Linked DNA regions of Gasterosteus aculeatus: region 2 is linked to region 1. The links are chromatin contacts, called in public Hi-C maps. All regions are on one chromosome and are shown on one strand. Each heading gives the region's core, a stretch centred on a gene start, on an enhancer-like site or on the middle of the called end of the contact. The rest is flanking DNA. Distances are from core to core; before and after follow the strand shown.

Region 1 (2,700 bases), core at 131-2,630:
ATTAAAACTGTCTTTGAGTTTAATACATATTGAGTTAGCAGCCTTTTTCAGCAATTCAGTGATATACATCATCCTTTTAAATCTGCCTCGTTGCATTTCCTCGACATGATGGAGAATTTCCATGAAAACATGATAAGATGTAATCATGGTAAGCCTGGACGGACAGCAGACTTGTACTTGGAGTTGGTGCCTGTCCCTCTGAAACCAAGTTCATAAAACCAATGGTCTCCGTACATACAACATACCACAACCACTACCACAGTTTTTTAAAATATCAAGTGGAACATAGAGATTTTGGCCTTCAGCTATTTTATTGCAGACAATTAGGCCCCGCTCAACAAACATGTTAACATGTGAGACAGCAGTATTTGCAGGGTTTATTTTGCTTTGCCTTTTATTTCTGTGACTTTTCTGCTATTTTCTCACATTTTTGTATTTCAAATTGATCATGACAGGTCGAGGAGCCGATCACAGGTGCCTTATGTGCAATGTTGGGTCGGGTTGCTCGGAAAGAACCCAAAATGGTCAAAGGGAACTTTGAGAGACTTCACACTTACATGTGTGAGGTGGAAAGAATGGGTGGGAACTTTCTGAGGGGTTTGTAGCACCATGCGTCTTTCAGAAGGGTGATATATTCGGCCTAAAGGAACGGCCTGAAATGTCCTTAGAAAAGCTTCACTGTCAAGGTTTTGACACGTGGGTGCGGGGCAGTTTTCTGCTTCCTACTCCATAATCCAAATGATCCAATAAGTCTCTTGCTGTAAGACCTTCCTCTTTGTGATTAAAGAATGATTCAACTTTTAAGTAGAAACTGGTCAAATGGATGCCTAAATAAAATATATTTTTCTTGTCAGATATCATGAATTAATGAGCCCATCCTGCCCAACACACATAGGAGCAGGAGGAGGCATAAATACTGTATGTCTTTTTTTGTATTGCTTTTCTGGCCCTTCACCTGCTGTTGTTTAACCACTTCACATGACGGGAACAGGGGCAAAAACGATCAGCACATTGCTGCTGCTGCTGCTGCTGCTGTCGTTGTGACAATCCATTAAATCAGTGAAAGTACTTATTACTTTCCTGGTAAGCCGGTCAGTCAGTGAAGGAGTCTTAAGTTGCCCTTGCTCATGCAATTAATTCCCCCCCCCTAGCTGTGCTCGTCTATATGGCTGGTTCATGCTCTGTTCTCTTTGAGCAAGAGGCAGCCACCATCAATAAAGCAAACCATTGGTGGAGTGACTCCCATTAAAAGCGCATGCATAAATAGGAGAAGAGTTAGTCTTATCAGCTGAGACACCATGATGACTCGGTGCCAGGCCTCGATCCCTGCCCGAGCCTCTGTGCTGCAGGGCTGTAATTATCCACCGAGTTAATGAGAGGTTCCATGTGTGGGAGCGTACATTCACTCTCCAATAAACTCCTGCCAGGAACAACATCATTTCCCTCTCTTATAATGGCAATTTAATAGATAGTCGTTTGAAAACACGACTGAAGAATCAGTGCGGCAGAGAAAGGCGGAAGGTACAGAGATGGGAAAGGTAGAGATGCATATGGGAGTTTATGCGTGTGTGTTGGGCTGACCACAGTTTATGGTGGGATGTGCAAAGAGGAAACATAACCCAAAGAGAGAGGACGCAGGCAATAACTCTGTATACGTATTGAAATCAGAAAATACTGGTATCTATAGATTTCTTCTTTCCTGTACAGGATCATTAACTAAAATATGGTGAGAACGAGGTACAGTATTGTGTGTTGTAAGAAAGTCACAGTGTAGTAAGTTATTAAGTGTTGTGATCAATCAAAATGCAGAATGTTAAAAAGAAAACCTAAATATTCTCATTTTAGTTTGTCAAAAAACAGACATAGACATAGTATGTCAGGAAAAGGTAAAAGCCTAGGAAGTATTTAAAAAAACATTGCAATTAATTGCGTAGTATTAAAAAAAAAGAATGTCAAAATATAGAATAATAAAAAAAGCACATTAGAAACATAATATAACATGTTGAAAAAGAAATTTAAAGTTTGTCGGAAAAAAAACTACTATACTTTGTTTTACTTTTTACAACACGTTATGAATGGAGTTTTGGCAATAAGGGTCCGCAGTTAAAACAAAATAAGGCTACATATGGTGTCTCTTACTGTCAGCTATCTTTAGCAAAGCAGGAGCAGGAATTAAAGCCACAGCTTGTTTTGCTGACAATTTTTTTCCAATACTTCAGCTCTTAGTTAGATAATAATAGCATTTATCTGATCATTTTATTAAAATGGGTATTAATCTAATCAATAAAAGATATTTAATACATACTGGTTACACTGTATACACTCATATGTCACCTTCTGTTTTTTATGTAACATTTGCAGTGCAACACATGAGGACAACAAGAATACTAATACAAAATAACTATTTTTGAGGTGTGGAACATACAGAAATGAAAGATAACTTTAGAAATAGAACCATAATAACTTTGTAACCGCTTGCAGGCTGCCTCATTTATTAACCCATTTGCCGCAATTTGTATTTTACTAATATTTTTTGACAACTCTGATTTATGTCTGAATACTTCTTTTGTTTCATTCTCCCTATTACCATATGGTCAAAAGCGCCTGTGTAAAGCTGGCCTCTCCTTTCCTCTGGATCAGGCCCAGGATCAGCAACGCTGAAGTATTTCCGAAGCTGTCAAGAGCTGTATGAAAAAATAC
Region 2 (2,700 bases), core at 106-2,605, 210 kb before region 1:
GTTTCTAGAAGGAGACATTGTATTCTTAGGGGTGTGTTGCATTGCATTGTTGTGTGTTTATTTAGATCTACCATCTTGGCTCTACTGTACAAGAGTCAGTGGTGCTAACAGAAAACTTACGTCTCTGCACAATCAACATCCATTTAACCATTTGCATAAAACAAGACTTTGACTCTGTATCATCGGTTTAAGCATATGTGATGTATTACATATGTGTGCAATTACTGCGAATCCATTATGAGATCTACTGTTTGATTCTGGGCATGTTGCAACTTGTTCGTCAATGGCCTTAGCGTGATGCTTTCTCAGCTTCACTGCTCTACTTTCTAATGCAACGGGATTATGGACGTGCAGCATCTGCCAAACAAGCCGAAGAATAAAGCGACGATGCACGCATTAAGAAAAGGTCACATGGATCAGAAAATACGCATTTTATCCTTCAACTGTGTTGTGTTTTAGCAGCATCCTGTGCGAGCTCTCGGGCCTCTTAAGGCCGCGCGATGACAACAAATACGCCAGCTGGCCGATAAAATGCGATTAACGGCGAACATCAGCGCCGGACCTTTCATTTCATTTCCCACATCTTCTTTGCAACAGGAAACGCAACGCATATTCATGTGTTGTGCGTACGTCGGACGACCAGGTGACACTGACCTCTCGGTGTCTGCCTTTGAAGACGACGGCAAATGCGCCATGTCCGATCAGGTCCTTCCGACTGAACTCAAACTTCCCCACCGTCTCCATGGCGCGTCGGAGGCGGATCGCAGAGTTGCTACTCGAGGGCCGCGCGGGTGACCGGGCGCGTCGGATCACCCTGCCGGGTCGCGGTCTCCTGCGCGGGGCGAGTGGGGCAGCAGCAGCAGCAGCGGCGGCGGCAGCGGCTTCGTCGGGGATGTCCGGCCCCTCGTTCACTTGCCATGAGCTGCCTTCGTGACAACAAACCGGCCTCTTCTCTCATGTTCGCACGCACGCGTTTCGGAGCGTCACTCCCAGCGAAGCTCTGCGGCGATTCCCATCGCGGACGACGCGGAGTTCGATAGCTAAACAAACGGGAATCGGATTGTTGTTGTTGTTGTTGTTGCTGCAGCTCTCCGGCGTGCCACCTTAAAGGAAGCTGGCTGTGTTTTGTTTATATACAAGACGGGTCCTCGCTCTTGTCGTCTAAGGCGAGACAAGCGCGCGCTGTGGCCTTAAAACGAGCGAACAACGTCCAAAGACCGGAAAACAATGTAATCGGTGTTGTTTGTATCTTGCAAATTCGCAGTCGACTCGTCGAAAGTCGAAGAATCGATGGCACCAACAAAGCAGACGGCGTCCAGCCTCTGCAAGAGGGCGCATGCGCGGGGAAGCTACAGCTGTGAGTGTGACGTCACTTCCCGGTTCCTCGGTCATAAAACGAAAGCGGGTTGAGTTACTTTTAGTTTTACTTTGGATTTAAAAACCGGGGAATTTATTTATTAGGAAGAACCATTAGGAAAAAATAAAGTCTTAATACGCATTACCAATCGCGTAGTAATGAATTCTTCGTGTAATTAATTAAATTAAATATAAAATATCTTTTGTCGTCACTTGTCACTTTGTCTCTTGTCTGTTACTTGTTCGTTAGTGCACTTTATGCTTAATATTTTTCTTTTTAACTTTTTAATATTTACATTTTTTAAACTTTATTCCCTTGTTTTATACTAACCCATAGCCTTAGCCTTATTCTACTAACCCATTGCATTAGCATTTCATTCCACTTTATTTTATTACTTGTGCACTGTTGTCTTGTCTGTCTACTGTCGCGCACTAACCGCCAAGACAAATTCCTTGTATGTTTGACATATTTTGGCTAATAAATGTTTCCTGATTCCTGATTCCTGATCCTGAGACAATCAGTAGCAACCGACAATTGTTTTATGTATGTCTTAACATTTCTTTTACCAGCGTCTGAATACTAATAATAAATAAACGCAAAAAACTAAATTGGTTTCAGTGTGTGGATTTTTTTCCACGCTTTTAGAACGGGGGATTAACACCATATTTCCTTGACACGACTTTAAATTGGTGACCTCACAATTACAATGTTATTAAAATCACCACTAGGACGAGAAAATGACTATCATCATGTTCATTTAATGATGATCTTTGTTCATTATCACGGGCTCCGCAGGGGAAGATTTATCCCCAGATGAGAATTACCTTTATTTGTCACCTGATGTGTCAACTGATAATTTCCTTGCAACTGTTAAACAAAAGCAGTTGAAAGCATTAGAGCGGAGCCGGAGTGTTTAGGGTCAGAAGAACATACAAAAACTGGAAAAAAAGGGTGAAGCTCACTACACAGATGGCCCGATGATGATGTAACTATGGTAACCAAAGAGAAAAGAAATCAATATTATCACCCATCAAATATGGGAAGAGACATGTCATTCCGATCACAAGCAGTATCACACGGATTGAATTTGAATGAAAAACTATAATGTGAGCATGCATATTCATCTCATGTTAATTCAGAATAATTTGCATACAGACATGAAAACAGAAAAAAAGTAATGACAAAACCATCACAGCCTTTCACTTGTTGGTTTATTTGATGCTTTGATGGGAGGGAGGGGGTGTTGCTGTTAATTGCAAGGAAGGTGGTTACAGTGGGGAAATGCAAAGCCACCAACAGACCAACAGTGGAGGGTCAGGTCTGTTCTGTGATCTCCAGAGTTC

The links. Hi-C and Micro-C count contacts between places; a contact is called where the count stands out from the background.
Region 2: a contact with region 1 is called in a Hi-C map of skeletal muscle, with 4 times the contacts expected there. The contact joins the promoter of ulk1b here to the enhancer-like site in region 1. A contact is called at or near these places in 2 of 6 Hi-C or Micro-C datasets (both in skeletal muscle).

What each region holds. Positions count from the first base shown.
Region 1 is chr14:9,888,906-9,891,605 of fGasAcu3.hap1.1, reverse strand. No RefSeq gene overlaps it. Among protein-coding and RNA genes, the nearest start is that of trabd2a, 55 kb to the right of the region's middle. Within about 2 kb of position 1,380, at least 2 of the 9 cell types and tissues checked have open chromatin away from gene starts, as enhancers often do.
Region 2 is chr14:10,095,818-10,098,517 of fGasAcu3.hap1.1, reverse strand. ulk1b (unc-51 like autophagy activating kinase 1) reads right to left here and starts at 1,355. Exons shown (of 27, transcript XM_078088435.1): 1 at 655-1,355; 2 at 1-4. The coding sequence starts at 744.